Linked DNA regions of Mus musculus: all the other regions are linked to region 6. Evidence: chromatin contacts called from public HiCAR-type and promoter capture Hi-C data. All regions are on one chromosome and are shown on one strand. Each heading gives the region's core, a stretch centred on a gene start, on an enhancer-like site or on the middle of the called end of the contact. The rest is flanking DNA. Distances are from core to core; before and after follow the strand shown.

Region 1 (3,877 bases), core at 68-2,567, 1.3 Mb before region 6:
ACCCTGTCTCGAAAAACAAAACAAAACAAAACAAAAAAAGTGTAGTGATGGAAAATATGAAAAAAAATCTTGGTTTAACTTATAGCTATAGTCATAGTCGTGGAAATAAACATTTACTTAACTTAAAAATCATTATAGCTGGGCAGTGGTGGCACACGCCTTTAATCCCAGCACTTGGGAGGCAGAGGTAGGTGGATTTCTGAGTTCGAGGCCAGCCTGGTCTACAGAGTGAGTTCCAGAACAGCCAGTGCTACACAGAGAAACCCTGTCTTGAAAAAAAAAATCACTATAAAATATACAATGTGAATATTCAGTTAAGGCCACCCAGTTGTTAAAACTGAGAGTAAATGTGATGGTTTGAATAAGAATGATTTCCATAGGCTCATATATTTGGAGTCACAGTTTCAAAACTTTGGAGTTTCAAAAGTCCATGCCAGGCACAGTGTCGCTGTTCATGCGTGCGTACGTGCGTGTGCGTGCGCACGCAGGTGTGTGTGTGTGTGTCTGTGTGTCTGTGTCCTGCCTATGGATCAGGATGCAGCTCTTAGGTACTGCTCCAGTGCCCACCTGGATGCTGGCATGCCTTCCCTGTCATGATGATAATGGACTAAACCTGTGAAACTGTAAGCCAGCCCAGTTAAATGATGCTTCTTTCTATAAAAGTTGCCTTGGTCATGGTGTCTCTTCACAGTAATAGTTCAGTGACTAACACAGTAATCATCTCAGGGTTTGGTTTTTGTTTTGTTTTGTTTTGTTTGTTTTTGACACTTTGTAAGATAAATGGTGATTGATGTTTAGGATGCTCTCCAGAGGCATCTTTACGATGTCTATGTGTAAGTGTATTTTTCTGTATTATGTAACTTTTTGTTAATTGAAAAGTTTGCTTTAAAGCATTTTGAGTCAACACGGTGGCATTTAACTGAAATTAGAGTATTCAGGAGGCAGGTGAATTCTTATAAATTTGAGGCCAGTCTGATCTACAAAGTAACTACGACCTACATACTCTATAACGTATAGCAGTGTACTCGCGAATGTTGGGCACACTTGAATCCAGAGTAAATGAAAAGCAGTACTTTACGCTGAGTATGACTTCACCATACTAGCAATAAGCAGTGTACTTGCGCTGTTTCCGGAAGCCCCAAGCACTCTCGGAAGCAGTGGAGCACGCCCAGTTCCTCCGTGCACGCTTTCCCCTGGCGTCTTAAGATCGCCCCGCCCAGCGGAAGCCAAATCACCAATCATCGTCCGCGCATTGCCTGTCGTCATTAATGTGTGCCCACTCTCCCCAGCTTGGGGGCGGGTTCCCGGACTTGCGCGTGCGCCCCTGCGCCTTCTCCACACGCTGGTTTCGCGTCTTCCGTGCTGTGCCTTGAGGAGCGAGGAGGCTCCCGTGTAGCGGCGTCGTGGGTCCTGGCAGCCCCCGCCATGGGCAAAACGGTTGCTTCTCTGGGTCAGGGAACCCGACCCGACCCGGTGCGGAGCTTTAATCGCTGGAAGAAAAAACACAGCCACAGGCAGCACCAAAAGAAGGAGCGGAGGAAGCAGCTAAAGAAGCCGGAATGGCAGGTCGAGCGCGAGGGGATCAGCCGCCTCATGCAAAACTACGAGAAGGTGAGGTGGGCTCGGGGCACGTTCGGCGGGGCTCTGGGGAGCGAGGGTGGGTGCAGCCCGGAGGTGTTGCCGCTGTGGTGGACTTAGGGTCAGGGTGGTGTGGGAAAGGGGCGGACCCGGCCAACGGGGCCTCACTAGTGGTCTGTTGGGTGTCGCTACCCAGGTCTGACTCTTCTACTTTCCGCAGTGCTGGGAAAAGTGATAGAAATGCGGTGACACTCCGGGTAGGGACATGTGGTGCAGCAGTGGTGACAGAACAGAGAGGCAATAGTGACCGCTGTGGAAAGAACCTAGCGGATGGAGTGAGAGCCTTCAGTAGAGTGCTAGCCCAACACGCAGGAAGTCCTGGGTTCAATCCCCAGCTCCACATAAACCGGGCACATATTGAGCACTAAGGAGGTGGAGGCAGGGGGATCAGAGGTGCAAAGTCATCCAAGGCTTTATAGCAAGTTCGAGGTCAGTCAGTGATACGTGAAACTTGGTCTCAAAAATGAAATAAATAAGCTAAAATCTGGAGTGATGTAAGAAAACGCTGTTGTTCGTGGGAAATGTTTAAAATAATAGAAATATCTTTAAGTACTCTCCATGTTTTATATTCTTTGCCCCTATCTTGAGGTGTGGATGGATCCTAGTAGTCCATTTAACGGATAAGAACTGTAGAGTTTGGAGAGGATAAGAAACTGGCCCTAATTTCCCACATCTAGTAGTGTGGAATTGGAACCTAGACCTGTGTCTGTTTCCACAGCTCTCGATCTTTAAGTTGGGAATTGGCTCTGTCCCTTAGCATCATCTTTTGTTCTTTGTCTCATTGTCTTCATGGTTTTCACCAAGAATCAGTGGAAAGACAATGGAATGTGTTTGCCTCTTCCTGACATCAGCATCTTGTAGCCAGTGTTCCTAGATGAGTAGTCTCATAGTTAACACTTAGACAAGCTGGCGTGTTTTCCTGCCCTAGGTGTCTGCCCCTTAGGAATGTTACTTCTATCCATCCTCTTAAAACCCATATTTTCCAGCATTCATCTACCTTTCTCACCTTTCCAGTGAATGCCACCTTTCTAGTTTGGGATTTAATAGGTAGAATCATCCTGGAATTAAAAGTCATTACTTGCTATCTTGTAGCTTAAACAGCAACAGCAACAGCGACAACTAGATAAACTGTTCAGAGTTGGCAACATTTAAGAATTAGTTGGGGTTTTGACTTCAGATAATTTGATTCGGATTTGGCTCACCAGCTATATGACTTTGGTTACTTTTCTTACACTATTCACACCCTCCCCCCTTATTTTAAAAGGCTTAGTAGTAGTACCTGCCTCATAAGTTGTGAGGAATTAAGATAAAGTGTGGAAAACATTATTCACAATGCCTGTCATATAGAAAAAAGACAAATTAAAAAAGAGGCTATTATTAACAAATTGCTTTTGGATTTTGTTTTGAACTGTGACTAGAATTGCTTGGAGAATGTAGCCTTAGCCTGTGCTTGGTTTACTTCCGTGGAGCTGTGACTCCTTGTTTTGTTCTACCCAGAACTTTTCTGAGTTCATATCCTTATTTCTGCCTATGCTGAATGTCTTAGTTAGGGTTTTACTGCTGTGAATGAACACCATGACCAAGGCAACTCTTATAAGGACAACATTTAATTGGGCCTGGCTTACAGGTTCAGAGGTTCAGTCCATTATCATCAAAATGGGAACATGCAGCATCCAGGCAGGCATGGTGCAGGCAAGCTGAGAGTTCTACATCTTCATCTGTAGGCTGCTGGCTGAATACTGGCTTCCAGGCAGCTAGAATGAGGGTCTGAAAGCCCATACTCACAGTGACACACCTACTCCAATAGGGCCACTCCTTTTAATAGTGCTACTCCCTGTGCCAAGCTTATACAAAGCATCACATTCTACTCCCTGGCCTCCATCGGCTTGTTAAAACGTATGAGTCTATGAGTACTTGGTCGTAGCATAATAAAGAAGTACATTTGGTCCCATTTCCAAAGTCCCCATAGTTTATAGCAGTGTCAACAATTTAGTCCAAGTTCAAGGTCTATTCTGAGATTCATCCAATCACTTAACTCTAATCCCCAAAGAAAGACAGGAAACCAGCTGGGCAAACTCCAAACTCTGCATCTCATGTCTGATGTTAAAGTGGTCTTTAGATCTCAACTCATTTTCATTTATATTGATTGCAGTAAAGTTCTTTCTCCTGGGCTGGTTCCACTCTCTGTTAGCAACTTTCCTCTGCAGATATCCCACGGCTCTGGCATTTTTAACATCTT
Region 2 (4,037 bases), core at 777-3,276, 1.1 Mb after region 6:
AGCACTGCTAACTTTCAAAAGGCTTGTATGGGCAAACATAAGGGTGCTTTAACAGCCTTTGGGGGGGACACGGGGTGAGGACATTGCTTTATAGTCAGTAAGCACTCCAGAGATAATTCACACCCCTATTTCACAAGCGTGGACACAGGAGCATGGCTAACATGCTGTACTTGCTGGAGGGCCCGCCTAGGGACAGGACACAATGCTGCATCTCCAGCTTTTAGAACTCTCCCGTGGAAAACACTCCTGAGTCTACACGTGGAAGAAAAGGCCAGCCTCTCAAATCAGATGATCTAGTCTGCTCCCCTAGCATCCAATGCTCACCTCCACAAGGAAACGGAGCTTCAAAAGCAAAAACAGGTTCTGTTTTCTTCTCAAACATTTTAGTCCTAAATCCATGAGGCAGAGCAGAGCAAAGCAGGAAACTACACAGTGTGGGAGGAAGGAGGGAGGGAGCTACAGTGGCCCATGGGATGGCGGCACAGCTGATTCAGAGTGCCCATGTTAACAAAAGCAATGGCATTCTAGAGGCCAAATGACCTGTCGGGTTCTAGTTCACAGAGTTTGCCAAGTCGCCCTGACCCATGTGACTGGTATAACACTTAACTTTCAGCAGTCTATCCAGCACTCGGGCCACCGTGCTGACCACTCAGAGTGACCTCCAAGGAGCTGTGAGGTGGCTAGGTCAGAAGTCTACTGAAGCACAGGCATGGGTATGTAGGGACTCATGCTCCTGACGTGTACAGCATCTGGCATAACACCCTAGCTTCTGCACCAGTCACCTTTAGCCAACGTTCAGAACAGTGGGGTTGGGAAAGACTTGCTGTTAGGCAACTGGAGCCTTCTGACCTGCGGTCCTGCCAAGGGTTGGGGGAAGTGCTCTTCAGTCTTTTCCCATCTGGTAGTGAATGAGGGATACAGGCAGCACACGACAGTGTCTCGCAGGCTCAGTCCTGCTCCTCAGAACCTTATCTGGGCTTTATCCATGTGGCAGAAGAGCACTGGAAACCATCTCAAGAAAAAGACTCTGGCAAGCTTTAAAGTTTGAAATAAATAACAAGTATACTTCGCCGCAACAGTTTTTCTTTCACTAAGGTTCAGGCTTCTGACAAGACCCTTACCTTGCTCCTGCCTCCTTTTCACCATTACATAAATCCAGCTCTAAGAAAGTAAATCTAGGGGCTAGAGAGATGGCCCAGCAGCGAGGAGGACTTGCTGCTCTTCTGGGGAGCTGGTGTTCGGTTCCCAGCATCTATAACAGGAGGCTCACAACCACCTGCAAATCTCAGTGCGTACACATACATACATGCATTCATGCATTCACACACAGATAATAAAAAAATAAGTAATAAAAATGTAAAAATAATAAAAAGACTGTAAAGCCCACCAAGTCATATATTTAAGAGCCTCTAATATGCTGAGAATCATAAAGAAGCTGGAACAAAACTGATGATGTCAGTTGCTTGTCAGTTGCTTGGTCCATTAGCTTAAAGCCAGGGCCAACCTGAAGCACTGAATCTCCTCGTCCGTCTACAGCACTGGCTCAGTGAGGAGATGTGGAGATGTCTTTCCACAACAACAGAAAGCAGAGCTTGCTGGACTCCACAAGGATTAAAAGGTTTGTTCAATTTGCTCTTCCTAAATGTCAGCAGATTTGAATGATTAGGGAACTAAGACATTAGGCAACATGCAAGGAGTTTGAAGCCAAATCTGGCCAAGGGTAGCTATGTTAGATGGAGATCTGAGAAAAGTATTTGGGGGAAATGGGGAGGGGCAGGAGCTGAAGGGGAGACAGCAGGCAGAAGCTGACAGAGAATGAAAGACTGTGAGAGCAGTGAGCTGACAGTGTAACAGGACATGAATTCTGCCGTTCCTGTTTCTCCTCGGCACCAGTGAGGGAGGCGAGGCACCACAGTGCCTGGCATACAGAAAAAGCACTAGAGCCCACCACTCGCTGGTCATGTGGAGAAACTGATTCAACGGATTCTTCCCTAAAGACCAGATAGCATCTGCACTGTGCATCAAAGCCTGCCTGCCCAGGATGTGGTCTCCTGTCCATCTGGGGAGGAAGGGGAAATGGCCTTCAGGGCTGCCCCGTTCCGTCTAGTCAGAAATCTTTGAATTGAAAAATAGTTCAGGAGGAGAACGGCATTAGAGAAGCTGAGGAGATTTTATAACATGTCCATACAACTCTTCATCCCTTGAGCATGGCTGGGGCTTGCTTCCCACCAGCAGCAGGATGAGGGAGAAGTCTTCCAAGGCTGAGTCCTAACAGCAATGGAGTGCAGCCCCCATGTGAAAGGAAAGCCACAGGCAGGAACTCTGGGTGATAGCCTCCTCTGAGATCCAGCCGAGAGCTAGTCTCAGGGGCCAGAGGTGTGGGTGAGAGAGTGGTAATGCCTCAGTTAGCATCTGATGGCCAATGCAAGAGAGACCCTGAGGAAGAGCTGGCCAGGAGCCAGCTGTGGTCTTCCTTTACAGCTATAAGAATGGGTGACTGTCACACTGCAGTAAGCTTCCAACTAACCTAACCTTCACAACACATACTCTGGTAAACCTGTTATTGTACAGAAATAAACAGTTCTGCCTCTGCTGGCTCCCACTAAGCAGACCACCCTATCACAGAGCACACAGACCACCCTATCACAGAGCACACAGACCACCCAATCACAGAGCACACAGACCACCCTATCACAGAGCACACAAACCACCCTATCACAGAGCACACAGACCACCCTATCACAGAGCACACAGACCACCCTATCACAGAGGACACAGACCACCCTATCACAGAGCACACAGACCACCCAATCACAGAGCACACAGACCACCCTATCACAGAGCACACAGACCACCCTATCACAGAGCACACAGACCACCCAATCACAGAGCACACAGACCACCCAATCACAGAGCACACAGACCACCCTATCACAGAGCACACAGACCACCCTATCACAGAGCACACAGACCACCCAATCACAGAGCACACAGACCACCCAATCACAGAGCACACAGACCACCCTATCACAGAGCACACAGACCACCCAATCACAGAGCACACAGACCACCCTATCACAGAGCACACAGACCACCCAATCACAGAGCACACAGACCACCCTATCACAGAGCACACAGACCACCTTATCACAGAGCACACAGACCACCCTATCACAGAGCACACAGACCACCCTATCACAGAGCACACAGACCACCCTATCACAGAGGACACAAATGGATAAGGTGTACGGGTGCAATGGTTCTCAGGCCTCAGAGTTGCTGGGTTTACCTCTGCTGGAAGGTAATTAAAAAGCCACACACTGTCTACAGACATTCTCTAGATTAGCCAGCTAAAGTTCAGGTTTCTGTGCTGGGCGATGAAAGAGCAAAGCAGCAAATACCATCCATCATGCATACCCCCACCTACAACTGAGGCTGCAATTGAGGTCTTTGACTAGAAAGGGCCCCTACTCTACCCAGCCAGCTGCTGGTTTAACCTGCCTCTGTTCCTCACCTGTAATTAAATCTGCAGGAGTTTGAAACCCTGCCTAAGTTCCCCCAGAATGTTTGAAGCCTCTAATCATGCAAGTCTAGAATTCAGCTGGATGGGGCCCCAGAATGCTCCAAAATGGAAGAGGCACAGATGGAAGCCATGCAAACAAAACGGAAGTGCGTATGCGCAGCGCCCACAGGTAGAGGGTGTCACACAAAGCAGTGCAGAGACTTTAGACCATTTCCAAAGCTGCACACAGACCCCACTCTTCAGAAGGCCAATGTCAACTGCCTGGAGAGGCATTCCCACCAGGCTCTGGGGCTCTGCACTCACCACTGAGCCACTGGTTTATTCCAGCACTCTCCTTCACTCCTCTCAGGGACTCTTAGAGGAGATATTACATCCACCCACATGTCAAGCTACTTTATACAAGTAGCAATTATGTCCTGGTTCAAAGAATTAAAAAAAAAAAAAAAAAAACCCTCGTTTAATAAAGGATGTAACATGGGCTGGCTATAGGATAGCAAATCTGAACATTTTCGGT
Region 3 (3,838 bases), core at 657-3,156, 1.1 Mb after region 6:
TACCACAGGGGCAAGGGCCACTGCGCTGGCTCTCACAGAGCGGTTGCAACTAGAATCCTAAAAGCATTTTCATCCCTCTCTAAATCACAAGTCTTTTTTTGTCAGTTTTTTTATTAGATATTTTCTTTATATACATTTCAAATTTCAAATGCTATCCCGAAAGTTCCCTATACCCCCCACCCCCGCCCTGCTCCCCTACCCACCCACTCCCACTTCTTGGCCCTGGCGTTCCCCTGTACTGGGGCATATAAAGTTTGCAAGATCAAGGGGCCTCTCTTCCCAGTGATGGCCGACTAGGCCATCTTCTGCTACATATGCAGCTAGAGACACGAGCTCCGGGGGTACTGGTTAGTTCATATTGTTGTTCCACCTATAGGGCTGCAGACCCCTTCAGCTCCTTGGGTGCTTTCTCTAGCTCCTATATTGGAGCTATATTGGAGCTGTGTTCCATCTTATAGATGACTACCACAAGTCTTCCTGAATGTTTCACACAATTATTAAGAAACTCACATCCTGGAGCTGGAGAGATGGCTCAGTGGTTAAGGGCACTGGCTGCTCTTCCAGAGAAGCAGCGTTCAATGCCCAGCACCCACATGGCAACTTAACAACTGCCTATAACTCCAGTTCCAGGGGATCTGTCACTTTCACATGCAGGCAAAACACCAATGCATATAAAATAAATCATTTACAAAGAAATCCATATTTCACATCAATCACCTTCCCACTAGCTACACGGTTTATGTTTGAGTATGTCTGACTATATGTAGCATTTCTATACACCTTGCAGAAGGCAAGGCTCAGTCTAGTACTTATCGCTACTCTAGGTAACAAACTAAGAAAATTAAATAAAAATAGTTTAAAAGCCAATAGAAATGGAGCGTGTATCTTTCAAGGGACACAAACCTGTAAGGAAAGGCAGCAGTTCCGTTCGAGTCCTTTCTACCCCGAGTGCTAGAGCTATAGTTGATAACTTCTTAATACTGTTGAGACGGAGCTTTAAAAACAAAGTGGGAGGGAGAACAAAGCAAAGAGATGATTGCAATTCTGGTCAAAGAAGCAAATAGGTGAGATACTGGGACACAGTATAATGATGAATGAGCCTTTCACTTAGATCTTAATCCTAGGAAAACTCAAGGACCGTTTAACACGTCATTAGCCAGAAGCTATCTTAGGGAGAACACTGAAGGGCCGGGGAAGAAACGAATGAATGAAAACACGCGGACAATGAGAGGGTCTGAAAAGAGAGAACTCTGGATGGAGAGAAGTGGGTGAAAGAAACGGTTAAGCACAACTCCTCCCTTTTCAGGGAAAAGTTCTATCACAACTGATGCACCACTCATCTGGGTTAATCAGCCGCCGCGCTCTTTCCACCCAACCAGCCCAGCTAGTTTGCCCGGGGACGGACACTCCGCATCACTTCAAAGGGAACGGGGGCCGGGGGCCGCTCCTCCGCTCCCGGCGGCCCCGCAGCCCGCCTGCGCTGGTCCACCCGAGGTGCGAACCGGTTCCCCGCCCACTGCCGGGAGCAGATGGACGCCACCACCCCAGAGGGTCGGAGGAGGGCAGCGGAGCTGAGACGGACCACCGCGCACCCGCCGCCCCACGCCTCCGTCCCGGGGCTGAATACGACTCTGCCACCCCGGGGGTCGCCCCCAGGGCTGAGCCGGCCTTTCCGCTTCCCTACCATGTGCGCTTCCGCCCTCGCCTCGGCTCCCCAGCCCAGCCTAGTACCTGCACGTCCTCATTGCGGAGCTCGTCGATTAAAACCGCGATCGGGTAGAGCGAATCGTCTCCATCTCCACCCGCTGCCCCCGGACCGGACCCTGGCCCTGCTGCGCCCGCCATGTTCTTCCTCCTCTGGCTGGTCGCCGCCGAAGGCCCCGTGCCCAGACCACGCCCCGCGCTCAGGCCACGCCCCGCGCTCAGGCCACGCCCCACACACAAACAGGCGGGGCTAAATCCAATCAGCCGGCTCCGAGGAACTGATGGAATCAAGTTTTTTCCCTGCGCGTGGAGGCTCCGGCCTGACCCCCATTGCTGGAACTGGAGGTCTGAACTCCAGAAGAAGGGCGGGCCGAAAAAACCAATGGAACCCCTGCATCCTTTCCCCAGCCGAAAGAAACAAGGGCAGGGATTCATCGTCTCCTTGCTGTGCTCTGAAGGAGACGGGCCTTAATGATGGATGCCGAGCCTCAAGTAGAACTCAGAGACAGGCCAGGAGGAAGAAGCTTTAACACCTCCCCCTCCACCCCAACCTCCACCCCCACCCCCAGGCTTCATGCTGGCCCTGAGCCACTGGGTCTTGGTCTTAATTTCCCCTTGGGCGACAAGCCTCTACACGCGCGCGCGCGCGCACACACACACACACACACACACACACACACACACACACACCTTCCTCTGGCCTGTTTGCCAAAATCGTGGCTGGCTCCTGCTCCTTAAGACAAATAATGAGGGCGGTGAGAGAAAATGAACAGTGCTGTCCAAACTCCCCAGTCAATATTTTTTCCACGCAAGCTGTTCAAAACATGCTGCTCTCTTGTTTTTGTGTTTCTTTTCAGTGTGGTACTGGAATGGCGCCTTCTGTTGTATTGTCTTCTCTTTTTTTTTCCTTCTTTACCAAGAAGCACAACAACCTAACATAACTGGGCCCAGTTTTACTCACCCCAGTTCGGTGCGGGTGTAAACTGGCCTCCCTAGACCTCCAGGAGTCCCCCTAAAGGACTCCAGGAGGAGGTGGGCCTGGGCCTTTTTACACAGAACTTAATGGAAAATGTTCCACTTGCCCTATGGAATGGCACAAAGTAACTATCTCTCCTTTCGACTTAGATATAAGCAACTTAGATTGGTAGCTCTGTCACAAGTTCTCAGATGACACTATTTTGTGCCTTAAGGAAATTGTCATTAATAAATGCAACTTAGGAGGTAAGTTTTTTTTTTTTTCTTTTTAAAGCATGGGATGCCTACTAGGAGATAGCCTTTCATAGTCAAAGCTTGAGAACCAACAGACTTCAGTTTGCGGTTTTTGTTTTTTCAACTTCTGTCCACGAATGAATGCTTGAAGACTCTCGTTTTATTTTGATAATTTTTAGATTCACTTACTTAAGGCATGGTCTGGACTGCTGGGGTGGCTATCTTTTTTAATTACAAAAACTGTGTATATGTGTGGTATGTACACACATGAGCCACTGAACAAGTGTAGTCAGAGGACAGCTTGCGGAGTGGGTTATCTACTTCTACCAAGTGGGTTCCAGTAACTGAACTCTGGTTGTCAGGTTTGGTGACACATGCCTTTATCCACTGAGCCATCTAGCTGGCCCCCAGGGACTACCTGAATCAGCCCTGCACAGGATTTCAGCACCCGTATTTGCGTGAGTTTCAGCACAGCTTTCATTGTTCTGGGCTCCTAAGAAATGAACAGAGGTGGAAGCTAAATGAAAAATATGTTTTTATGCACAAAATGGAAGACAGAGGGTACCATGCAATTACAGTCTCAATGGCTCTAAACAAGGTAAAAAAAAAAAAAAAAAAAAAAAGGGGGAGAAACTGGAGGCATGAGCAGAGCAAAGCCTAGAGAAGCTGAGCTTGGGCCAGCAAGCCCAGACTCCCAAAGCGTGGCTTGGCTTTAGTGTCAGACACATTTGTCATACTAAATTACAAAAATATCAACATTATTGATTTTAATAATATTGGCCTTGTGGCTTCATGTATATTTAACTTGTAAATCTGGTTTTGTAGCTGTATAAAGACTAGTTTTAAGAGAACATAATGTTGGTTTATATTTGAAAATTTAAGTAACATTTAATAATTTGACTGAGTTCTCGGGATTTTTTTTTTT
Region 4 (3,977 bases), core at 1,321-3,820, 1.2 Mb after region 6:
AGTAAAACCACCGGTCCTCCAGTCTGACTCTGAAAGTTCTGGGCTGACAGCTCTCAAAGGGTAAGCTCTGGGTGAAGATATAGGTCAAAGCACCTTCTATGTGAAAGGGCCTATCCTGGCTCCTGCCAAATGAACGAATAACTCCTTTAAATATTATTTACATCTTAGTTTAAATTAACTATACACACATAAATAATATACATCCATATACATTTATAATACATACAAATGTGTACATATATGTGTGTGTGTTTGTGTGTGTGTATATATATATACACGTATATATATATGTATATATATGAAGGCTTCCACTGGTAAACAAGTATTTTTGAAACTACATTAGAATCTTGGAAACAAAAAGTCTGGCTTTTGATTTTTTTTTTTAATACTTCATGCAAAAGACGAAAGGGGAGAAGGTTTAGGCCCATGGTCTTACTTACCTATACCCAGTGCACTTGTATCCTGGCACAGCCTCACAGCTAAAGGGACACACATCACTTAAAATGAACCCTCCCAGGGCTGCCATGGCAACTACTTGCCAACTGTTGTGCCACTCTCTCTGAGGCTTGTCAGCAGGCGTTCCACCTTGTCCTCTGCACAGTGTCACATGGACTTCTCCTGCCTTTGCAAGGACATCAGCACAGCTTAAGGGGGACAGACACCAGAAGTGTATCAGAGACAGAAACTACCAAGGGAATCAACAATATGCACATGGTGTAACTCTGAAATAATTAAAATTAATCTTATTTGCAGTGCTCTATGAAACCTATAGAACTCTATACCTATAGTGCTCTATAAACCTATAGCATATAAAAAGTCTACCAGTGCCCCCACAACAGCACTAGTCACCAGCTTGGCATTTGCATTGTTTTCCTGTATGCCACAGAAAGGCCAAAATCCGTAAAGCTCCTATATATAATTCACTATTTGCGTTGCTTCTTCCCATGAAAAGATTCCTTACTGCTCTCTGCCTATTCTATAGCTCAGGGCTGGGCTGAGCACTATCACCATGCACAAGGCTCTGGCTCTAATAATCACCATACACACTCATCTATACTTCAACTCCCACTTAAAATACTGCCTTTGCTAAAAGTTTCTCAACACCTATAGCCCAGTGGAGCCGAATACAGTTTGGAATACTGATGTTAAAGTACTATTTTAAATTCATAATCACTTTAAGCTGCTATTAATAGCCAGTTTATAGATTGGGGTGGGAGGAGAAGCAGGTAAGGGCTACACCTGACGACAGTTTTAACTGGTAAGCAGCGAGCTAGGATTTGAACCTAGGCCATGTGACTCTTAAATCCAATCTTGTCGTCATCAAGCTATACTGACTCTTACGATTTGCATTTTTTAAAACCTTTTTGAGGTGGGCTGAAAGATTCAGCAGTTAAGAGCACTAGCTGTTCAAAAGTTCAATTTTCAGTACCCATATGATGGCGACACCAATCAGTACTCTAGTCCCAGGGGAACCAATGTCCTCTAAGGAGGCACACAACTGTTGCACAGACATGCATGCCGACAAAACACCCATATCCATATTTAAAAACACACACACACACACACACACAATTTGGGTAATGGTGCTTGCCACCAAGCCTAGTAGCCAAAGTTCTATCTCCTGGATACACGATGGAAGGAGGACCCGCTTCTGTAAGTTGTTCTCTGACCGCCACACTCATACACACACTAATTTTTGAAAAATAAACTTGCCTTTTCCTTGTAATTTATACTTTAACATCTAGGGTTATACGTAAATCTTTAAGACAAGATTATGGTTTTCTCTGGGTTTTATCTTCTTTCCTCGTGTATTCTAGCAACTTATTTCCCCAACGACAAAGTTTGTGTGCAGTGATTTGGTTATGGGAACCTGGAAACATTTTCTATGCCAGGACTCGTCTTGCCTCACCTCTGGAAAAACTTGGCAAGCAGTTCCCTGTTCTTAGCTACTCCAGCTTTTCGTCCACAGTGCGGGAAGTTGAAATAAATTCGATCAAAATCCCTATCGTCGGCTGGCAAGGCATGTGACAGCTGGGTACAGTCCACACCAAAACGCACTTCGACACCTGGCAAGGTTTAAAGGCGTGAAATAGAGACCAAAAGACGTCTTAAGATCTGTAAACCTGGACAAACACCACCACTCAATGCATGGTTGGGTTGCCAACAATGCAGCCCAGCCCAGACCTGAGCACACACGCGCATCCGCCTGAGCGCCCCCAGGAGGCGCCCTCGAGTTCCCCGCGCGAGCCACACCCTTACGCTCCGGGCGGGCCCTCGGGGCGGGCTGGGACTTGCTACCTCGTTCGCGCAGGCGCTTTAGGTTCTCTAGCGCTACCGGATCTCCCTCCAGAGCCGCCCGGTGCTGGAAGCCGGTAGCGGTAACACTGACGCTGGGATCCAGGCCGTCGATCAGAGAAGCGGCGAAGGAGAAATTCCCCTCCCCGACCAACAGGAGGCGCCGGGGAAGCATGGTCTCCTCCGGCTTACCTGCCGGCGCTCTCCGGGGCGCACATTTCTTACGTCACTTCCTTCGCGTGGGCCTCGTCTCCCTCCCCTCCCCACTCCACCCGGCACTAAGTGATGACGCATCAACAGCTTGTTACCAGGATAAACATTTGGAGCTACTGCTCGGGAGCTTCGAGCGGGGAAGTAAAATGGAGCTCTTGGCCTTGCCCCTTCACCTTTGTGCGCCTCCAAAGGCTCGTTTTCTTTTCAGTACTCGGACGGCCCAACACGGACGGCCCTGAGCGTCTTCGCCATTCTTGCTTGAAGCATAACTGTCACTAACTGAGGGGTGAGACGAGTCCTGCGTATTCCAGAGGCTCAGGACGCTGTAACTGCACCATCTCCTGACATGGCTGTCTCCTGTTCTCTCAACCACTCAACATATCTCCAGGTGTTTATATATCCTATTTTCAAGAAGTAACATTGAACGCCTGTCTTGTTCCATAGCACTGTGAGAGCAACTAGGTGTATGGATGAACTGGAAGTGGCCTGCCTGCTGTCAGATGACAAATGCACACAGCAGAAGAGGCAACTCGAATAGAATGGGGTGTGTACCCACCGTGAGTGAAGGAATTCGGGATACTATGAATGAAGCATACACAAGGGGAAGCCCTACGAAGCTGGGGAAGGGAGACATAGATTCCCTGAAGTTAGCCTGAGCTGAAAGCTAGTTGGGGGAGGGGAGCTCGTTTTAGTTAGGTAAAAAGGATTAAAAAGGCAGAAGGAACAATGTTCATAAAATCATAGTTAAAAAAAAAAAAAAGTTATGTTTGACTGGTTGAACACAGTTGGCCGGGAGACGGACTAGCAGGTGACACTGTAGAGTTAAAAAGGAAGCCAGACCAAATTGAGTGTTTTAACCATTTAATAGCCTAGACCCTATTCTGAGAATATAGAAATATATTATAGAATATAGAAAGCCACTAAATGACAGCCAGCAGGAGGTCTCAAAATGTAAAATGAAAAACTTTGAATTCATTTGAGAAAAAATGAAGCTACTTTATTGATTTGGTAAGGGCTTTTTGTCCTTGACAATCCTGATCAGGTGACCTTCAGAAAAATCAACTTTCCTCCCAAAATCACGTTTGAAAAGACAATCTAGCACTCTAACATTGATCAGATGGGCGTGTCTATCTGGAAGTAGTTAGCTAAAAACTGAAAACCAGCCACCACAATAACCAAGTATAGCCAGCTGTGGTGGCACACACCTTTAGTCCCAGTACTTGGGAGGCAGAGGCAGGTAAATTTCTAAGTTCAAGGCCAGCCTGGTCTACAGAGTGAATTCCAGGACAGCCAGGGCTACACAGAGAGACCCTGTCTCGGAAAAAGGCCAAGTATTCCATTTCTCATTACTAATGAATGATTCCCATCTCAAGAACCCACCCTGGGCTGACCTAGCTAAAGAATACTCAAAAGACCATAAAAAAATGTAAGGATGCTCAAGAATTTGCAAAGAAATATGGGAGAAAGTG
Region 5 (4,040 bases), core at 1,134-3,633, 1.2 Mb after region 6:
AAAACATCAAAATTCCTTTAAAGTTATTAATCAACTTCTGTGACCTTTTGAGTTGCAGAGACTTCAAGCTTCACAAATAGCCCACTCCCTTTTCCTCCTGGGCATGTTCACACATGGGCATGAACACACATACACATATAACAAGAGATTAAACCTAGGACCTTGTACATGCTAGGCAAGTACTCTACCACTGACCAGTTTTTACCATTAATTTTAGGAGAGAATCCAACTAAGCTGCCCGGGTGGGTTTGACTTCACTATGTAGCCCGGCCTGGCCTATCCTTCTGCCTTAGACTCCAGAGTACCTGAGATTGCAGGCGCAGCAGCCTAAAAAACTCAGGTCCAAGAACCCTAGCTAGGAGTGTCAAGGAAATGAAGAAAAGACAGACAGACGCACAGACGAACATACACTGAATCTAGGATCAGGTTCTCCAACACCTCACCATGTTTATTAGCTACAGCACAGGGGTTGGTCTTGGTGGGAGGCTCTGTGTTGGGCTTCAACCACTTATGAGGAGGAAGCCAAAGTGGCTAATCTTGGTACACAATGATCACTCACTCATAAACATCCATATTTTAAAGGCTGAGCCCATATCAAAGTACACATTCACTCGGGGCTTCCAACAGGCTGGCATAACCAAGGCTGGTTAATTTCTTCTAAGCAGTAAAGCTGTGACTTGTCCATTCAGCCATATTTTGTGGCACTTTCTGCACTGCCTCTTCCACACACAATCTCTTTTGTAACAGACTGACAATAGAACCTGAACGTCAATGAGAAGTCTCAAAGACTTCCAGATAAGGACTAACTGGGTTGGATTTCGATACAATCCTCTCCAGGCTTTGTTAACCCTCTACACTCCGGTTGCTGTGTTTTAAGGTGTACCGGGTGCTTTTTTGTCTTTTCTGTGCAGTTTCTGGCCCTCTAAAAATCTGGGTAAGATCCTTTAAGCTGCCAAAGAGGTTGGATGGAAGTGAAGCAAATTATGAAGGGCTTTGAGAGTTCTATCCTGTAAGTGATAGGAAATTATTACTGGCTTTTGAGACAGGGACGCAGGTTACAGGATGAAAGGAATGTAGTTAATAGTAGGATACGGAATGGCCTGCAGGATTGGAACATGAGATAGTAGAATACAATGCTTAGCCATCTGATCACTGAGAACAATAGTAGTAACAATGGTTAAGACTTACTGAGGGCGTCCCATGCGTCTGGCCTGTTCAGAAGCTTTGTACACACATACCTCATTCAGTTATCACAGCCCTATGAAGTGGCCACTCTCAGGCCCGTTTTTCCCAAGATGAGGAGGAATTCAGAATCCAGTGTACTCCATGGAGTTCAGGGCTGACTATGAATATTCCAGGACAATACTCAAAATGCCAAGAAAATATTGAAGATCGGAATTGCAGGTTTCAAAGATTTTCTTAGAGACATATTCTCCCTTCTCTCTTTCCTTTCTTTCTCTCTTGTTTGTTTCTGTTTATTTAAGACAGGGTACCTCTATGAATTCTATGAATTCCTGGCTGTCCTGAAACTTGCTCCTGTAGCCCAGGCTGGCCTCAAACTCTCAGAGATCCTCATCCTCCTGCCTCCCGAGTGCCAGGAGGTATACACCATACTCAACCTGGTAACATATTGTCTCAGGGGAATTCATTCAGCTGCCTCATAGTTTCTGGCCAGGGAAGAGTGAATCCAATTTTGGGTCATTGGAAGCAGAAGCTACAAGCAGGGGTAAGTAGAGATTTCATGGTCCTGGACTGGGGAGAGAACATTGAGTGCTCCGTGCCAATCAGTTAGCCATCTGGTTTATACCAGAAAGAGGATTAAGTAATACATTCAGTACTTATGCCTTGGTGTGCTGGAAATCTAGATGGTAAATGGTTAGGAGATATGCGCACATTATTAATTCTAGTCGTGGGAATATGAGAGCATTCCATTTTCCTACATTTCAGGTTCCAAAAGCCTCTAGGATTCAAACCCAAATTGAGGACATCAGAAACTAGTACCAATTACCTTGACAGTGAAACTCAAACCTGAGTGTGGTAGGGCAAACGTAGTGGCCGAGCTTTGACTCCCTTATGGAGGGTCTATTTCAAAGGCCGTGCGATACAGAGAGACACATTTCCTATGGAAACTCAGAGCCCTTTTGTATCTCAGGTTTCTTTATAAATCGAAGCTTGCAGCTTCATCAAAAGGAGTTTCAAATCCCTAAGGTGAGATAACTCTCACCTGGAGCCCGTGTGTCTTCCTGCCCTTTGGCTGCGAACAGTCACTTGGGAATCATTCCACCAGGTGGCTTCCAAGGTCCAACCTACTCGGTTGAAATCTGATCCTGACAGACTTCCTGGGAGCCGTTGCCGTTCGCTCAGCCGGGAACCAGGAAATGCGCAAACCTCTTTATGTCTGAAAACCAGCTGGGCTCCCTGGGAGACACAACCGCCATGGGAAACCGGCTCTGCTGTGGGGGAACCTGGTGAGTAGGGCCGAAAGGTGGAGGGGACCGCCTCCGGTGGTGGATATGAAACCCTGAGAATCAGACAGCCTGGAGACCGTCCGTGCCTTCCTCCACCTGCCACGTCCTAGGTGGAGCAGAGAGCGGTGCCTTAGGACGCTTGGAAAACACAGCAAGCTGGAGAGTGGCCAGAGGTTGGCTGCACCGGTGGGCCAGCCTGGTTTCTCTCTTCTCTCCTTTCCTTCCTTCCGATGCTCTCTCCTTTTTTATTCTTCCGCAGATCATAATAACGGGAGCATTGGAGTGCTCTCTATGTGCAGTCACTTTCTAATCTGGGTTAATTGTCCCAGGTCTTCTGTGAGTGAGTGGTCTTACCGTTGTTCCCATCTTGGCCGGTTAAGGAGCGGAGGCTCAGAGAAGGTAGTGTCAGTCACATGGCTAGTAGCTTAGCAGGTAAAACAAGATTCCAAGCGCGGAGGCTAGACTTCAGGGCCCATACTTTCCTCACTAGGTAATCAGAGATGTGACCATGGATTGAGCAACTGAATTTGGACAAATGTTTGTTTGAAACTGCAGAAGTGGGAAGGAAGAGAATCCACTGGAACTGTGAATATAACTTTCATGCTATTTGCTGTGTGGCCTCATGCAGTCCAGTCAATTCACTGGGTCCTCGATTTTTTTAAAAATATACAGTCCCTATTATTTGTATCATAGGTTGGTTTTAGAGATCGAAAGCTAGTAAGAACAAAAAATACAAAATAAAAACAACAGCAACAACAACAAAAAACCCCACCAAATAATAGATTATTTGTGGTTTTTGTAACTTTCCCCCCAGGGTGTTCACCACCACTACAAACTCCCAAATATGGCTTCATCCTGTCAGCTGCCTCTTAGCTATATGATCCATGTCTGGGTCAGAGTTCAAAGAATACTTATTTACAGGTAAACATCACATGTAGAGAGAAAAGTGAGATACATTGGAAAGCACCTAAAATTTGAAAACAATACTAGACTCCAGTCCTGTGCCTGCTAGTTTATTAATCTAGTTGGTTATTAAACAAATATCAACTGAGCATGTGCTGGGTACCAGGAAGTGACAGATACAGAAGTCAGCAATAAAAGGAAACTTGGATAAACATGGTAGTGAATGCCTTTGATCCCAGCTATTGAAAGGCAGAGGCAGGCCATTTCAGGATAGCCAAGGTTACATAGAGAGACCCTGTCTCAAAAAACTAAAAATAGACAAATAAATAAGACCCTGCCTATAAGTGTATATTTGTTTACATGTATATTTATTTATTCTTTGTTTGATTTTTAAGGCAGGTTCTCTCTCTGTCGTCCTGGAGCTCTCTATGTAGACCAGGCTGGCCTTGAACTCAATAGTCTGCCTGACTCTGCCTCACTAGTGCTAGGATTAAAGGCCTGTACCATTACAGCCAGCCCTGATTTACTTATTTTTAGAGGGAGGTTTTGATCTGTAGCCCTGATTGGTCTGTAACTCACTACATAGACCATGTTGGCTTTGAACTTGTGGTAGTCCCTCTGCCCCTGCCTCCCAAGTGCTGGGATTGCAGGCAAGTTTTGTGTCTGTCT
Region 6 (3,634 bases), core at 382-2,881:
TCTGATGAAGTTTTAGGTTTTGGGTTTAGGACTGAAAAACAACAAAAGCCTTCTCATCAGGATTTCTTCACCCCTTTCTAACCCGAGTTTTAAACATGATGTTAGCCCAAAGACTAAGGTAATCATGTCTACACCCTGCAGGTTCAATATCCATATGTCCTCTAGAGAGACTTTATACAGGTAGACTATCTCTTTAAATATTCATTTTAAAAGTATTTATTTTCTTGAGGTGTGCATGTGTATTCATGGGGTCAGAATGAGCATGTTCTGGGCATGCATGAGCTACCTGACTATGGGTGCTAAAAACGGAATTCTGCTCCTCTGGACGAGCGGCAAATGTCCTTAACACCTGACCAGTTTTGCACCTCTTAAGTATTACTTTTTAAATATTTTTATTTAAAAATATGTGTGTGTAGGTACGTGTATGCCACATGTCAGTGGGTGCCTGTGGAGGCCCGAGGGCAGAGGATTACTGTGAAACTTGGAGTTACAGTTTTAAGTTGGGAGCCAACTGCAGTGGGTGCTGAGAAACCAAATAAGATCCTGTGCAAGCTCAAGAAGTACTCTAACTGGTGAGCCGTGTGCTCAGCCTCTTGAGAATACCCTTTCTCCTCCCAAATGTATGTGTCTGCCTGAATCTATATCTAATGTGTACCATGTGCATGCCTGGTGTCCGAGGGGCCAGGAGAAAGTTTTGGATCCCCCGGAACTGGAGTTACAGAGAGTTGTGAGCAGCTCTATGGTTTCTGAGTCTTGAACCCAGGCTCTCTGCAAGGGCAACACACATTCTTTACCCCTAGCTACGTCTCCAGCCTCAGCTTGAATATTTAAGTAGTCTTTTACTGTCTTCAGTTCGCTTGCAACATGTGCTTCTGTCCTTCAGCACCTTATCAGGAATGCTCAAGATGATGTATGTATTGCTCATGGTCTGTGACGCAGTTCCTTGCCCTAATTCACCTAACCTCCAGAGTGGCCCTGAGTGTGAGCTTATCCGCAGTCATGGAAACTCTTATCCTCCAAGAGTAATTTATCCAAGGTCTCTGATCAACATAGGACTTAGGTTTGGAGGTTGCGTATCTGACCACAAAAACTCTTTCAAAAATGTACTAGCAATGACAACGTGCGCGTTTTAAAAGTCGGCTTTCTAGTTTTGAAGTCTGTTGAATAGTTACTCATTTAAGAAAAGTTTCCTGTTAACTTCTCAGGATTTTATATATTCAGTTTGTCAGTTCAGGCTGACCGTTATTACCTGCTTTCTTCAGCAGCCCTAAATAGCAAATTATTGATTATGAGATAGTTTATGCTTTTACCTATGCATGTCTCTCTTCATAAAAATGCCTATTGGCATTTTAAAACTTTGTATAACTCTCTGCTGTCCTGTGTAGGAAAAACCTAGGTCCCTTTTGCTGTAACTTGTATTCTAAAGTGTTGGAAACTGTGATAATTTGCTTTGTTTTTGAGGGTCTATGGCAAAAGGCAAAAGTTAATCTGGTGGCTTTTTGGTCAGTCCTTGATGAGTAATTGCTCCAGAGCGCAGAGCTGACTGCAGAAAAAGTTCAAGGTGAACTCTTAACCAGATCCCTGGAACAGTGCTCGGCCCCGCCCCGCGAAGGCGTGGCAGCGGCGAGGCGGGGCGCAGCCGCGGGTTATAGGACACGCAGGGCGCTCGCGGGAGTGTAGCCCTCTCGCAGCCGGACACGCGGGACCTACCCGACCCTCAGCACTGCGCAGGACTCCGCGGGACCCGGAACCTTCCGACAGGGTTATGGCGGCCGCTCCGGGCGCCCGACTCCTGCGCGCGGCCTGCGCCTCCGTCCCTTTCCGCGGCCTTGACCGCTGTCGGCTGCTGGTCTGCGGGACCGGAGCGGGAACTGCCATCTCTCCGTGGACCCCGAGTCCCCGCCTGCATGCAGAGGCCGGGCCCGGCCGGCCGCTGAGCGTGTCTGCGCGCGCGCGGAGCAGGTGAGGCGCGGCGGCAGCGGCGATGGGTCCCTCATCCCGCGGCCTGCGTTTCCGCCCGCGACTCCCTTCCGCCTCGCCTCTCGGTTGCTGGCCCCGCGCCGGAGAGCTCTTCCCGTGACCCTAGTCTTCTGGGCCTGGCTCGGGCGGTGTGGGGCGCTGGCTTTGGGGCTTCCTCGGTGGGTTGTCCTTGTCGACTTCGCCATTGGGGTTGCTTTGTGTTGGCCCTTTGTGCTGACTTCAGGTAGGGTAGGGTTTACACCCGCCCTGTTGACCCAGGGTAACAGTGTAGCCCTTATAGGATGATTTAAGGGATAAACGACCCCGTGAAGGTAACATTGCTCGTGCACCTGATTGAAAGTGAGGGCTCAGTAGGCAGCTGCCTCTTAGCAACAGTTCTGGGGGTCATAGTGTAGAGAATTCTGTGGTGAATGTTGAGAGAGAGAGAGAGAGATGAGAGATTCCCACCACCACCACCATGGGTGGAGATACTGGGTATATTTGTTCTCAAAAGCACGGTCCCCTTAGATTTACTAAAGACGAGATTTACTTACAGGTTTCTAAGTGTAGGGACAAGGTGAGAATCATATAATGTCAATGTCAATGCAAAACACATCTGTTACTTCAAAGGGAAGATGAAAGTTTCTTCAAAGTGAAACAAGAGTGGTTTTGGTCTGGAAACACAGATTAAGGTTTCCCTGGATTGTATGTTACTCGGTGGAAGAACTTAGCTCAACTTTTGTAGTCACAGTCCCAAAGAAAGTCACAAATCAATGTACTTGCCAAATATATTGCTGGGACACCAAGTGGATCACAGGATTATATAAAGCTAACTTACATAGATAGCATTTGGATCGGAAGCCGAATAATATGTTCCAAACGTCTTTACCTGGTAAACATGAAGCTCAGAAATAGTGTCTGGTGATACGTGGCCATTAAAGGCCTTCACTCAAGGTAACTTTGGCTGTCTCTAGATCTGTGGCAATCACCTCTTCACAACACAAATGTTTGTGCCTGGTGTATCAGTCTGCAAAATAGTCAACGCAGATACGGCTTCTTCAGAAAACTTATATTTATAGCAGGAACAAGAATGTGTGTACATACATTTGTGCATACAAATACATTTGTACATACAGATATTTTGCATGACGTGAGAGGGAAATTGTTAGGACCATTCAGTCCTAGTTCTCCTGGCCCCTCCAACCATTCACCCATGGATGCCTTAATTTCTGTGGCAGGTGCTTTCTGGATTTAAGCTGTGACATACATTGTACATAATCAGTGTGACTACTATTTAAGGGAACACACATGCGTTTGCAAACTGGTTCCCACGATTTTGTCATTAGGTTTTGGATTCTTTGCTTCTTGACAGAGCTTAAATAAGTTTTCCAGCTCGTATTATCCAGACCTTTGCTGTTAACACAGCAGCTCCCAGGCATATGTGGTTATTGAACATTAAGACAAGTGAAGCTAAAAAGTATTTAAGCTTCGGGCTTACAGTCATTTCAAGTACTTAGTGCATGGGGAGTGCCTGTTGTGCTTGGCTTTGCCAGTGCAGGACATTCCTGTTAAGTACACACTTGTATTTGGACAGCAATTCTAGGAACTGAGTTTTAAATTCCACATTTATGTAAGTTCTCAGTAAGTGAGTATTGAAAGCTTTTGTTCCCAAGTA

Evidence for each region. Promoter capture Hi-C pulls out the DNA fragments that hold promoters and counts their contacts. HiCAR-type assays count read pairs that join an accessible place to other places. Capture Hi-C pulls out chosen DNA fragments and counts their contacts.
Region 1: a contact with region 6 is called in a HiCAR-type map of astrocytes, with 4 times the contacts expected there. The contact joins the promoter of Ddx10 here to the promoter of Fdx1 in region 6. A contact is called at or near these places in 5 of 39 promoter capture datasets (embryonic stem cells, hippocampal neurons, liver and 2 more) and 5 of 115 datasets of contacts at active chromatin or transcription factors (astrocytes, cardiomyocytes, embryonic forebrain and 2 more).
Region 2: a promoter capture Hi-C map of pre-B cells shows a contact between it and region 6, with 3 times the contacts expected there. The contact joins the enhancer-like site here to the promoter of Fdx1 in region 6. A contact is called at or near these places in 5 of 39 promoter capture datasets (the 3T3-L1 cell line, cranial neural crest, hippocampal neurons and 2 more), 1 of 115 datasets of contacts at active chromatin or transcription factors (astrocytes) and 1 of 9 other capture datasets (adipose tissue).
Region 3: a contact with region 6 is called in a promoter capture Hi-C map of liver, with 8 times the contacts expected there. The contact joins the promoter of Ppp2r1b here to the promoter of Fdx1 in region 6. A contact is called at or near these places in 10 of 39 promoter capture datasets (the 3T3-L1 cell line, cranial neural crest, embryonic stem cells and 5 more), 4 of 115 datasets of contacts at active chromatin or transcription factors (the SCID.adh cell line, astrocytes, embryonic forebrain and 1 more) and 1 of 9 other capture datasets (adipose tissue).
Region 4: a promoter capture Hi-C map of liver shows a contact between it and region 6, with 2.1 times the contacts expected there. The contact joins the promoter of 1110032A03Rik here to the promoter of Fdx1 in region 6. A contact is called at or near these places in 2 of 39 promoter capture datasets (hippocampal neurons and liver) and 2 of 9 other capture datasets (adipose tissue and liver).
Region 5: a contact with region 6 is called in a promoter capture Hi-C map of liver, with 3 times the contacts expected there. The contact joins the promoter of 2310030G06Rik here to the promoter of Fdx1 in region 6. A contact is called at or near these places in 5 of 39 promoter capture datasets (the C10 cell line, hippocampal neurons, liver and 1 more).

Annotation. Positions count from the first base shown.
Region 1 is chr9:53,245,552-53,249,428 of GRCm38.p6, reverse strand. It overlaps Ddx10 (DEAD box helicase 10), which reads left to right and starts at 1,317. Exons shown (of 18, transcript NM_029936.2): 1 at 1,317-1,611. The coding sequence starts at 1,426.
Region 2 is chr9:50,831,965-50,836,001 of GRCm38.p6, reverse strand. All of the region lies in intron 14 of Alg9 (asparagine-linked glycosylation 9 (alpha 1,2 mannosyltransferase)), which reads right to left. Among named protein-coding and RNA genes, the nearest start is that of Ppp2r1b, 23 kb to the left of the region's middle. Within about 2 kb of position 2,026, at least 54 of the 459 cell types and tissues checked have an H3K27ac peak or open chromatin away from gene starts, as enhancers often do. A contact at or near this core is called in adipose tissue and pre-B cells, where this site is marked.
Region 3 is chr9:50,854,992-50,858,829 of GRCm38.p6, reverse strand. It overlaps Ppp2r1b (protein phosphatase 2, regulatory subunit A, beta), which reads right to left and starts at 1,906. Exons shown (of 15, transcript NM_028614.3): 1 at 1,732-1,906; 2 at 904-994. The coding sequence starts at 1,845.
Region 4 is chr9:50,766,777-50,770,753 of GRCm38.p6, reverse strand. 1110032A03Rik (RIKEN cDNA 1110032A03 gene) reads left to right here and starts at 2,570. Exons shown (of 4, transcript NM_023483.4): 1 at 2,570-2,896. The coding sequence starts at 2,855. It overlaps Fdxacb1 (ferredoxin-fold anticodon binding domain containing 1), which reads right to left and starts at 2,516. Exons shown (of 5, transcript NM_198675.2): 1 at 2,299-2,516; 2 at 1,910-2,066; 3 at 441-644; 4 at 1-122. The coding sequence starts at 2,470.
Region 5 is chr9:50,744,870-50,748,909 of GRCm38.p6, reverse strand. 2310030G06Rik (RIKEN cDNA 2310030G06 gene) reads left to right here and starts at 2,383. Exons shown (of 4, transcript NM_025865.3): 1 at 2,383-2,468. The coding sequence starts at 2,437. It also overlaps a transcript of Cryab not described here.
Region 6 is chr9:51,961,599-51,965,232 of GRCm38.p6, reverse strand. It overlaps Fdx1 (ferredoxin 1), which reads left to right and starts at 1,631. Exons shown (of 4, transcript NM_007996.2): 1 at 1,631-1,962. The coding sequence starts at 1,766.